Linked DNA regions of Mus musculus: region 1 is linked to region 2. Evidence: chromatin contacts called from public Hi-C data. All regions are on one chromosome and are shown on one strand. The core of a region is the stretch at or near the end of the contact, and the rest is flanking DNA. Distances in the headings are between cores, read along the strand shown. Region 1 overlaps Itpr2 (inositol 1,4,5-triphosphate receptor 2). Region 2 has its middle 25 kb from the start of Rassf8.

What was found. Hi-C and Micro-C count contacts between places; a contact is called where the count stands out from the background.
Region 1: a Hi-C map of rod photoreceptor shows a contact between it and region 2, with 1.8 times the contacts expected there. The contact joins two enhancer-like sites. A contact is called at or near these places in 2 of 484 Hi-C or Micro-C datasets (bone marrow-derived macrophages and rod photoreceptor) and 1 of 9 other capture datasets (embryonic stem cells).

What each region holds. Positions count from the first base shown.
Region 1 is chr6:146,336,001-146,342,480 of GRCm38.p6, forward strand. All of the region lies in intron 26 of Itpr2 (inositol 1,4,5-triphosphate receptor 2), which reads right to left. Among named protein-coding and RNA genes, the nearest start is that of Gm35596, 120 kb to the left of the region's middle. Within about 2 kb of position 1,596, at least 5 of the 459 cell types and tissues checked have an H3K27ac peak or open chromatin away from gene starts, as enhancers often do. A contact at or near this core is called in rod photoreceptor, where this site is marked.
Region 2 is chr6:145,718,954-145,725,461 of GRCm38.p6, forward strand. No RefSeq gene overlaps it. Among named protein-coding and RNA genes, the nearest start is that of Rassf8, 25 kb to the right of the region's middle. Within about 2 kb of position 3,873, at least 24 of the 459 cell types and tissues checked have an H3K27ac peak or open chromatin away from gene starts, as enhancers often do. A contact at or near this core is called in rod photoreceptor, where this site is marked.

The sequences.
Region 1 (6,480 bases), core at 346-2,845, 610 kb after region 2:
AGAAAGAATAAAGACATACCCGCTCACAGAGTTAAACCAAGCAGACCCCTGAAACAAAACAAAGCATGCAAGGAAAACTGTCTGTTCTAGAAACTTAGGAATGGTGCAATGCCTGCCTTCGATGTCGATGTCAATGTCGATGGACCCTCTGGCTCCAGCCCTGTCACACCTTGAAAGCAGACTGTGCTGTACAATGAGTTCTGTCTCTCTTCTGTGCTGAAGGACATCTGTACATCAAAGCATTCACAGAGCTGAGTAATAACACACCCGGTAAGATTGTCTGAGGTTGCTGCAAGATTGTACAATGTGTTATAGATGGAATAAAAGTGGTCAGGGTCACCCCCACAGTATCCCTGACATGCCTAAGACCAGCTCTCTGAGGAGGGGGAACTATAAGCCAAGCATCAGCAAGACAAAGTGAGGCCTCTTCCTCTAAAGGCCAACAGAGACATGCTGTATCCCCTGCTGGACACAGAGCAGGTCTAATTCCCAAGGAACTGCTCTTTCATCCTCACAGAAACTCTATAACTGACACGTTGGCAGTGGGCTGTCTCTGTAAAGATGCCCAGACTGTGCCCTACAGCAAGTACTGCCTCTGGGAGTTTTCCGATAGACCAGCAATGGGATCTGTAGAAAACAGGATTGTCCTGTTCAGGCACAAGCCACTGGTTCCTTACAAGGCTGGGTTAGTTTAAAGAGCCCTGGAAGAGAGGAGCAGGTACCCACACAGTCTCAGCCCCTTGTCTAGACAACAGAGTCCCAAAGGGTATTGTTCAGTTCATTCCATTCCTGCTCCACGTGTCCACTAGAAGAACCACAACAAAAGATCTTTAAGCCAAAGAAAAGACATGGATACACACTGGGTGAGTATTAAGAAGACCCAACTAGAAAGCTTGACAAAAGAAAATATTGCTCTTAGTCCAAAACAAGGTAGATACGTAAATATCAGACTTAAAGTTACTGAATGGTTAAGCAGTTTTATTATGAAAAGCTGTAAGTCAAGATCAACAGCATATCTATAATCCCAGAAATGGGAAGGCAGAGACAGCACACATACATGTACACACACATACACACACAAATACATGTACACATATACACACATACGCACATGCACACACAGAAACACATACATGCATACATTCACATGGTTGTACACATACACACACACAGAACCACATACATGTACACATAACTACACAGTTGTACACATACATACAAAGATATTTTAAATTACAAGAAAACACTGAAAACTACACACTTGCGTAGAAAGAAGCAGGTAAAAACGGAGAAGCAAACTGATGTGATAACTGTAATAATAAAATGAATGGAGCAGGGCCTTCTCTCTGGAGCACTGACATGTTCAGGTGACCTGCTTCTCAGGCTAAATAAAGAGAAGGGTGTGCAGAAAGGACAATCCTGCCTTAACCCACTCAGCCACACCTTCCTTGCTTAATCTCTCTTTCTAAATTTAGACACCGTATTTGAAGGTGATGAATTAGAGACTATGCTGATGCTGCTGACACTGCGTGCTTAGCCCCTAGCCCACTGACCTTCGAAATGATGGAATTTCCATGGCCCCTGAAGACACATCTGCACACAGGGAGCACGGTGTACAGACACAGGCGTGAACCCTGCCCCCGCCTCTGTGATCGTTAGAGATCAGCGCCAGCAGTGGGGTCATCTGGAGTCCTCTTCTGAACATTGATGCTCCCAAGGACATAAAGCTAAAGCACTTCGTATTTTTGCCTATGGTGACTCCTCCCGATTCTTTTTTGTTTAAATTATGTTGGAATCTTTTGCTTATCTAATGGAGGATGGAGAGCCATTTCCAACTAGGAAAGTTCACTTTTACCTGTGTTAAACTTCACTTTGAAGAGAAGTTGCACTAGTTTTTATCAGATTGAAAAAAGGGATAAACATCTTTCAAAAATTAGTATATTCAACCTAAATCACAAAGAAAAACACTAATGTGCCATATAAGGTTTTATTTTAAATGAAATATTTCCCCTCGAGCCCTTAAAGAGTCTGTGTTGTCAACATGCAAACGAGAAAACTAAACTTTGAGCATAAAAGTAAGAGAGTGGATATTTTTACATAAAAAAAAAAATCAAAGAAAATGTTTTTAAACTTTCACGATATTGAAGGCATTTTTTTAAATTACATAAATGAAGCCCAGGATTCACGGTATGTGTCCCATAATTTCTACACAGCTGAAAGCTGGATTGCTCAGAGCAATACCAAAGGCCATGTTTAGAGCCTCCGTGAAACTCCCAGAGACACAAAGGATTATGTCCACGGCCTGGTCTAGTGTGTGCTGCTGCTAGACACTTCGCCTGACACCGGGATGGATTCCATCCATTTGTCACCACTGCACTCGGCTGCTGGTTCCCTCACAATGAAGCTCATTCACCTATGTATAAGTTAGCACTGGCGTTTCTCACATTCCTTCTTCATCTCCTGAAATTACCTCATTATAGACAGACCCTTCTGGTTTCTCTGTCCACCTGTTTACCTGTTTCTCTCACCCCCAACCCCCACCACCCTCATGCATTCACAAATTCACACCTGATCGTGTACAAAGGGCTCTTGGACGCCTCCCACAGTGGCCCTGCTTCTTCTGAAACATTCTGGATTCTGCCAAATGGAACACTCACTCCTTCCTTGAAACTCTTCAGGGTCTCCCAGCTTCCAGCCATTTCTAGTACAAACTCTTACTCCTGTTGCTATTAGTGTTGGCTACATTAGTGACTATCCTTCAGAACAAGCCTGTGCTGTGTGCTTGGGCTTTGTACATTGTTGCAGAGCAGAAGCCATGTCTGAAATATCAGACTGGAGTCCAGACATCAAACTTTAGCAATGGAAATGAGGAAGTCCTATGAATACCAAGTAGTGAGCATGCAGATTCCATACTACACGAGGCAGAGAGTTGGAAAGGACTCTACTCCAGAGAAACAACCACTAGTTAAGAACAAGAGGCTCAGCTGTAGCCCACACGGGTCATCTCCAACATCAGTGCAGATACCAGGGGACGAATACAGGGGCTGGAAACACAGAGTCGCTGACTGTCTTTGACAACTGCCAGGTAGAATGCGACGAGCCCCTTCTAGACAACATCCAAAGGTGACTGATAAAATATTTAAGATGCTTCTTTTCAACAGGAACTCAGAAAACATGAAAGTTCATAAAAATTTCAGGACAGAAATTCACTGGTGTTCACTGGTGCCCCTTAGGAACTTAGGCTATGCTGGCAACCTACATTCTGAGTTCTAATATTAGGGGTAGGCACCTACAGAGAGAGAGGAGATAGGGAGACGGAGGGAGGGAGGAAAGGAAGGAGAGAGAGAGGGGGAGATGGAGAGTTGGGGAGGAGGAGATAGAGAGGGAGAGGGGCCAAGTCTAGTAGCCAAGAAAGATCAAAGTTCTGGCCAGAAACCACAAATCTACAAACATCACACAGTGAGTTAGGGAAGACACAGCCCACTGGACAGACAAAGGTACATAGATAGCTTGGCTTTCACTCTGGCCATGGCCTAAGGGTCTCAAACCCCTGTACACAAAGAAAAGCCCACTCCTGGGATCTAGGACTAGGATTTCCATTAATAAAGAGGCCCCCAAAATCCCAAACCAAAAATCTATATTTAGTGTGACTACAAAATAGAATGTCCTCCAGACTAAATTCAGGCCTCAGAAGAATTCCACACAGAATGTACCTTCGTAATAACAACACCCGCACTAAAAGCCTGAATGAAGATACCTCAGGAGCTTCTGCAGAGACAGCTGAAAACAGGCCTTCCCCAAAAAGGACATGCCCCGCCCCCTCCATCTCCTCAGTGAGGGTGTGGATGGAGGGATACACAACCAGAAGCCATTATCAAGGACTCCAATCTACAGGCTAGAGTGACCACCCGGAAGGCAGGTGTAATGTTAGCTTTGTAGCGCAGGACCCAGCAAAGGTCAGCATATAAACCCTTGTCTCAAGGCCGGCATGCAGATAGAGGTCTCTGAAGGCTCAGACCAACAGCGCCCCCTGGCAACAGGCTGGAGCAGCTACAATTCCCCCAAGCAGGAAAGCACCCTCTTCAACCCACAGAAGGATATCAATGCATGCCGACTCAGAATCGGTCATCTAACAGCTCCGACATCTCGTAACCACAGAGATGTCCTTAGCCGAGTATGTGCTCAGAGAGCTACTCACAAGAGCATCTCTTCTGGTACCACAGACACCGGGCACACATGTGGTACACACCCATACACGTAGGCAAAAGGCACATAAACATTTAAAATATATATATTAAAAAGATAAAAAAAATTAAAAATTAGAAAAGCAACTCCCAACTACCTCACTCTGGAAGCAAATGCGCAGAATCTCAGGTAGACATGAACCTGAACATTTAAAAGCTATAAAGCCTGGTGAAAACCGCCAGGCAAATGTGGGGGGGAAATCGGTTTTCAGTTATGAAAAAGTACCATGGCTGGAGTTAAATTTTCAGCTGGGTGTTATAAACTCCAAATAAGATGTGGGTGAGACAAACAAGTTTGAGTTTAAATAAAGTATAAAGTGTTAACTGTGAGGTCACAGGCTTGAGGAAAAAGAAAATGAAATCTAACATACATATGTACACTGACATCGCACCAACAGAAATACTAGTAAGGCATAATATATACTTAGCTGGCGTTTCAATATTAAGACACAACTGCACGCAGCGAACCTCTTCATAGCCACAGCGGGAGCCAGAGGATAAAGAATAACATCCACTGCTCCCCACCCACCCAGATGACTGGTCTGGCTAGCCAGCTTGCTCAAGCGCTCCCCATCTCTGCCTTCTGATGCTGGAATTACAGCCCCCCCACCCCCATAGGTTCTAAACATCCAAAGTCCTGGCATCCAAACTCCTGTGCGGCAAAGATGTTAACGGCCGAGCCATCTCTACAGCCCATCCTCATTATCTGGTACACCTGAGCAAACAGAACCTCATTCCCTTCCCAAACAGAACTTAGCTTTAACAAAAAAAATAAAAGTAATTAACCAATTAATTAATTAATTGACCTTCTGAAACACCTAATGGAATCAAAATAACAACGGTCACGGTTGTCATGCATGCCAACAGTAACCGGGACGGGAGGTTTGGCAACTCTCACACACTGTTGGAAGAAAAGACTTGATCTGCAGAAAATGACTGGTGTGAGCCAGGACACAGCACATGGGATGCTTGGCTCCTAAGTGCATCCCTGAAGCACCTCTTGAATGGGCTCAAGAGGAAGAAGCTGCCCAAGCTGCCACAGTAATGCTGCTTTTAATAGCAAAGTTCTTAAAATATCAGTCCATGACCAGCTCACTAAAACGCCATGTCTGACAATGCACCAATGCAGATTAGAGCTCTGGTGAATTAATTATTGCCATATTCAACAAGGATGGGAGACAGCAGACCCAGAAGAGCCTGGGGGAGGTATTTCCCCTGTATTTCTTGTGTTTTATTAATACATACTACACATAGGAGAGAACTATTAAGCTAGGAAGTTAACAAACTTGTGGGATTTTATTCGGGGTACAGAAAGACCACAAGGCTTTCACAACTGTAGGGTTCTATTTCTTAAGATACACACTGTTCAAATTTGATCCTTACTGCTATGATAAAATGTTCTGACCACATGCAGCGTAAGTGGTAATGGGTTTATGCAGGCCACAATCCAGGCCACAGGGCATCATGGAGGGAACCGTGGAAGAATGCTGCCTGCTGGCTCCTTTCACAGGCACATCCTGAGCTGGCTTCCTTTTATAGCCCAGGACCACCTGCCCAGGAATCCTGTCACCCACACTGGGCTATGTCCCCTACATCAATGAACAATCAAGACGGTTTCCCATAGACATGTCCATAGGCCAGCCCGATGGGGCAGTCCCTCAGTCAGGGTTCCTTCTTGCCAGATGACTCTAGCTTGTGTCAAGTAGGAAACAAATACAAAGACAGTGGGCTAGCTTAGTACACTGGCTTAGTGGTAAAATGTGTCCAGGCTTTGGACAGGCACTAGCAAGAACTCCTAGGATAGCTTCCCTCATCTCTAAGCAGGAGACTCAGAAACACCTGTTCATTCTAGGTGGTGCTGTGCACAGATAATGACACTGGAATGCTGTTGCTAGGATACGAGCAGGAGATGGAGCAGCTCAGAAGTAAGCCCACTGGTCCATGATGACAAAACCAAAGCAAGTGAGGGGCTGGAGGTTTGGCTCAACAGTTAAGAGCATTTGTTGCTCTTAGGATCTGAGTTCAGTTCCCAGCGCCCACATTGGGTAGCTCACAACTGCCTGTGACCCCAGCTGTGGGGGCTCCAACGCCCTCTTCTGGACTCCACAAGCACCCATACACATAAATTAAACCAAATCTTAAAAGAAATAATAAAATAAAGTTGGAGTCTCGTTGCTTGATTTCCTAGTATCTAATCTTAGCTTCTTGCTCGCTTCGTCAGTTGTTGAATGCACAC
Region 2 (6,508 bases), core at 2,623-5,122:
TCACACATACACACAAACCTACATTCCAACATTTCACACAACACACAAATACAGACACTTACATACACAAAAATACACAAAACATACCCATACACACAGACCCACATACAAAACCACACAGTAACACATATTCATGTGCACCCTCATTCACAGACACATCCATACAAACCCACATTCACACAATAAAAAAACAGACATTCACATACAAAGAACACACATTCATGCACAAACATACAATCAGACACACACACACAAACCTACTCACACACAAAAAAACAGGCACTCACACATATACAAAGAATACACATACACACACAAACAGACACATATTCACATACAAGAAACACACACACACAACTTACCCATATACGCAGACACACATACAAAAACACACAGTAACACACATGTGCACTCAGTGCACTCATTCACTCATTCACACACACACACACACACACACACACACACACACACCACCTTACATAAAAACACAGAATAAGAGAGAAAGGTGATGAAAACATCATGGGGATAGGGCGACAGAAGAAAACTGCTGTGTCCGTTAGAATGAGTGTCCCCATAGTCTCAGACATTTGAACACTGGTCGCTGTCACTGTTTGGGAAGACATGGGAGGTATGGCCTTGCTGGAGGAAGTGCATTACTGAGAAAGGGTTTTGAGCTTTCAAAGACCTGAACAGTTTCTAGTTCGTACCCCTACTTTGTTTCCAGCTTGAAGGTTGAGACATGAGCTCTTGGCTGTGCCCTCGATGCCATGCCCACTGTTCTTCCCTGCCACATGGATGAAGGACTCCTCTCCCTCTGGAACCATAAGCCCAAATAAATAAACCCTTCCTTCTAGAAGTTTCCTTGACCATACTGCTTTCTCACAGCAATAGAAAAAGAACTCATGCCATCGCCTATAGAAGTAGATAGTCTCCGGTTCACATCAGGGAAGGCTTGCATTTATTGTTCTGCCGCTGTAACTCCACGTGAAAAGCAACGGAAGAGAGCTACCACCTGCACTTAAGTCAGAATAATTAAAGTCAAATTACACACAGGCAGCAGCTGGGTATTGAGCTCACACCACTGCAAGTCAGTCCCGTATTAATAGCTCTATAATTAAAAGCAAGAGTTAATGTTTTAACGTAGTATTGTTTGTGTAATAATATAACTGTTTTTCCCGAAGGGCTTGAGTTGCTTGCACACAGCCCGGGTTATCAGAATGGAACACACAGACTTCCGCTGGGTGCATGGCAGGTTGGGATGGGGAGATGCAGCTTCCAGAAGAACGGAGTTCAGTTCCCAGCACTCAAAACTGCCTGTAGCTCTACTTCCAGGGGATCCGGAGGACCCATTGCCTTCTTCAGGCCTTGGGGACACACACACATGTAGCATACACACAGACACACAACACACAAACATATTATATATTTTTAAACTTTTCTCCTAAGGATTTGAAGCTAGAGAGGCTGCTCAGTGGTTAAAGAGTGCGTGTTGCTCTTACACAGGATCTGTGTTCGGTTCCCAGCACCCATGTGAAGACTAACAGCTGTCCCTAACTTCAATTCCAAGGATTTGATGACCTCTTCTGACCTCTACATAGTACAAACTAATACATACAAGCAAACCACCCCCACCCCCACAGACGCACAAAGTAAAATAACATTTTCAAACCACACTGTAAAGATAGTGAAGTAACACACATCACCCTCAGAAGGTCAAGGGCACAGCACAAGGTCCTAATGATGTTGGGTAGACACAGCGACGCCACAGTTAGAAAGGGACTCCCCAGAAGTCTCCTATGTGTGGGCTTGCTGCTCAGTTTTATGCTATGAGATCATGGGTGGGGCCTTTAAGGGGCGGGGCCTAGGGCATAGGTTTAGGTCACTGGGATCATGGCTCTGTGATTGGCTAGTAGAACCATGTAGGCTATAACCCCCCTGGCTATGCCTGTGTGGGCTTGTCTTGCTTAGGTTAACTGAGGTAAGAAGACCTATGGTAAAAACGTTGGTAGTGCCATTCCCCGTGCTTTGGGTCAGGGACAGAGTACAATGGAGAGAGCTGTTGATCAGGACTTCACTCCTTACTGTGGAATCAACGAGAGCAGCTGCTGCCTCAAGCTCCTGCGCTGTGGCTTCCTCACCATCGTGGGGTACCCGAGTAAAAGCCAAAATGAACCCTTTCTCTCTTGACGTTGCTTTGTCTGGGTATTTCATCCCAGCAACAGGAAAATTAACAACAACGATATCAACTTCCATGCACGTCCACATATGGAATTCATGGGCAAGCTTGGTTTCGCTTCTGGGTTCCTGGCAAGGGAATGCCAGAATTCAAATGTTCCCCTGTGAAAGGACATCAAAGTAACAAAAGTGTGACACAGATGTAAAACCCCATCAGCTGGATAAAATCGGTCAGCCCTGGAACTAAGCACAAAGTACTCATACTTGAATATGGAAGTGGTGATAGTTAATAGTGCAGTGTTGGAATACCAGCTCTTCCAGTGTAAAGAGCATTCACTGAGCTATCAGGAACTGAGTGATGGAGGTGGGGGGAGGCATCACACCCTGGAGCTCCCCAGACAGCAGCTGTACCATCACCAGTGCTGAGAGGCTCTGACCACTTGGGGACTGGATCTGAAACCTTTGATGGCCCATGGGTGGGACTATTAGAAAGACAAGCCTGTCAGGCCACATGGTCAATTTGAATGCAATGATTTTGCTCAGTTTCTTGTTTTCCTTTCTGAGTGCATCTGCATTTTTCTAAAGGCCAATAGGTGTGAGTATATAAAAACTAAACTGGCAGTGTTGGGAAGGTGGCTCAGTACTTACAATGCTTGTCGTGGAAGTGTGGTGGCCTGAGATTCACCTCAGCCTTCATATGAGCAGGTGCCTGTCATCTCAGGGCTGGGGAGGCAGAGACAGAGGGCTCCCTGAGGCTTGCTAGCAAGCCAGCCTAGCCTAGTGAGGAGGGGCTCAGGTCCCAGTCAGAAACCATGTCTGAACAAAAGCAATCCGGATGGCTCCTGAGGAATGATGCTCTCTGTTGATTCTAGCTTCCACATACTTATGTATGTGCACACGTGTACTCGTAAACACACACGCAACGGAAAGAATGTCTCATTAAACCCTCCCGCCCTCTGCTATAACATGTTCATAATGAAAGCAAAATTACCAGGAACTCACTCATGAACTTTATACCTAGAAGCCTCCCCTTGGGATATCGACCCCCAACTGCCTGCTAAACCATTGCCGAGGGCCAGTCTTGGAGGCAGCAGACACTTGCTCCTCAAAGCCACCATGCTTAAACACAGGAAGCTCTTTCACTGGCATCCTCCTTTCAGAGAAGCTTGTCGCGTGGTTGTTGTTTTTCAATCTTCTTTGGGTTTTGGAAGGAATCTCCTGATGTGTGCCAGGCTGGTCTGGGGAGAGCAATCCTCCTGTCTCCGATTCCTGTGTTAGGAGATTGCTTGCACATGCCACCATGCCCAGCATCATCTACTACTCCTAAGTCTGTGGTGGATTTCTTTCCGGAATCAGTTAAAACCAGCAAACTTTAGAACAGAGTAATCTACATTTCATCTACCTACAAGGAGGGGATGTTTATTCCTGGTCCTGGCTAGCTCTTTTATCTGGAAGCGTCAATACAATGCTCTTGGCCTCTTTAATCCTTTACAGAGTCTGTGTAGCTCGACCTTGCTTGTGTGCTTGAAAAAAACGGTTCAGCAAAGCCCATATTCATGTTATCTCTTCCACATGTTATAAGCAGGCCACTGCAGCAAGAGGCCTGTGTGTGTCCATCTGGCCAGGACAGAAGGATGAGTGTGCCCCCTTCTGAGACGCAATACTAATAAGCTCATAGTCGCTGTATCCTAAGCCACATTATCCCTCCAGTCGCAATCAGCCACAAGCACCGTGTCTCCATCTCCAGCTGTCTTACTCCTGTCTCTCTCATAAGCAGCTTACAACTCAGGGACTCGTTTTTGGCCTGTTGACCTTGAACTGTTACTCAACTACAGGCCTCATTTCTACTTCCATCTGTCAGGTCTTTCAGCATCTTCGTTTCTCTTTGGGGTGTTACTATTTTATCGGTGTTGAGACTGAAGCTGCAGCGGGGAAGTTGCTTTTCCACTCTGCTATTTTAATTTAGCAAAACATCATTTACCTTCATTCCTTCCTTTCTGTGATTCCTTCCAGGAAGCTACCATGGCAGTTTTAATTGTTAAGACTCACTCTAGAATCATCGGAAAAAAGAGTATCAGTGAGAGATCTTCCAATCAGTCTTGCCTGTGGGCGTGTCTGTCGGAGATGCCTTGATTCCTCAACTGAGGTGGGAGGACTCAGTCTAGAAGTGAGAGGCAACGTTCCCCGGGGGTTTGCATGAAAAAAGAGAATTAGTTGAGCACACATTCCTTCTCTCTCTCTGAGCATGACTGTGGATGTCACGTGACCAGCTGCTTCTTGCTCCAGCCCCCTTGACTTCCCTCACTGAGGACCATGACCTAGAACTAAGTCTCCCCTAAGTCGCCTCCTATGGGGTACTTTATCAGAGCAACAGGACCATACTAGGACAGTTGGTCGCTTTCTTCTTCCTCCCATCACCTCCTCAACACTTTCTTACTCATCCTTCCGCCTCCAGAAATTGCCCCAATGAATGACTCTTCAAACGCTCACAAGATCAGCAGCATCAGTGACTTCAGGGCAAGAAACTCTCAGCCTCCACCCTAGCTCTCACTGCGTCAGGAACTCTGGAGGCGGAAGCCAGCAATCTGAGGTTCTGAGCCCTCCAGGGCACTCTGACACACAGTTTTGAGAACCATAGCCCTAACTCATGCAGCTCCGGGGCTTCTGTCTGCAAGATGTTTATCCTCTTCTGTGATGACCTGTTTATTAGGCACATCCTTAGTTGCTTCATGAGTCTAGATCGCCATCCAAAAGAGTAGCTATTAGACCCTTAAAGGATTTACAATGAGGGTCTATGAGTCTCTTCTTTACAACTTTTTATCACTACCTAATAGTTTGGCAACTTCGTTTTAATTCAATTTAATAGGTGTTTTTGTTTTTGTTTTTGTTTTTGCTTGGTACAACCCAAGCAGCTCATGTATAACACAAGCCACTCATGGACCTGCATGTCTTAGTGTTTTGTTCTTAATGAATAAATAGATATTTCATCACAGGATACTATAGGTCACACTAATAAAAAATTGTTTTCACAGCACTTATTTTCTAACAATTTAAAAGGCATTGACTGAGTCAATTACCCTAAGTTGTCATCCAGTTTGTTGCCGTAGGAGAGCTGGTATTTTTGTCATGAGGAACAGGAAATTAATTACTTTCTGGACTGTAGTGGCTATTCCTGGTTGTCAACTTGACTATATTTGGAATGAACTACAATCCAGAATTGGAAGGCTCACCAGTGACCCTAATCTGGAGGCTGGGAGATAGAAGTTTCTGATCTGGATCTTGGTATGGAGATCTTGAGGCATAGTGGCTATGGATTTCAGAAGATTAAGACAAATTGGTACCAGCATAGTGGGGTATTCCTGTGACAGCCTGACCATGTTTTGGGGAGGACTGTGGAAGGACTTTGGAACTTTGGGCTTGAAGATCCACTCGTTGTTAAGAGCTCTGTCAAATGTTATGTAGGAGGTTGGAAGATAATGTTGAGAACAGTGCAGAAGATGGAGGCCTGGCTTGTGAAATTTCAGAGGGAAGATTAAAGACTTTTTTCAGGGCCATTGCTAGTATGATTGTGAAGATTCTGTGGTTCTGGTTAGCTGGGGCTGAAGAATCAGCTGTGATTAACAAGATAGCAGAACTACTAAAGCAAAAACTTTGCATTACTGGGACTATTGATGCTGGTTAGCCGGAGCTAAGAAATTATAGTGATTAAGAAGAGACCAGCATCATTGAGGTGACATCTTCTGGGAAGTGGTTTCTGAGAGCACAGAGGCTGTGTTCCAGAGATAGCCAAGGTTGTATCTTGTGCTGTGGCTGGACTTGGTAATGTGTAAGAGTTACCCAGGTGGTACTGGTTTTGAAGGCATGAAGGGGTCACGCAGAGCAACTGAGGCTCGGCACTGTGAGAGGCCATGGAAGGCCACTGGTGAAGATGCAGCCTCAGTTGCAATTGATGGCCCAGGACTGAAGGGGTCATGCAAAGGAGTTGAGGCTTAGCACCATGAAGAGAGACTTGACACAGGATGGGGTTATCACAGAGAAAGGAGCTTCAGTTGGGGAAATGCCTCCATGAGATCCAGCTGTGGGGTATTTTCTCAATTAGTGATCAAGGGGGAAAGGCCCTTTGTGGGTGGGACCATCTCTGGGCTGGTAGTCTTGAGTTCTATAAGAGAGCAGGCTAAGCAAGCCAGGGGAAGCAAGCCAGTAAAGAACATCCCTCCATGGCCTCTGCATCAGCTCCTGCTTCCTGACCTGCTTGAGTTCCAGTCCTGACTTCCTTGGTGATGAACAGCAGTATGGAAGTGTAAGCTGAATAAACCCTTTCCTCCCCAACTTG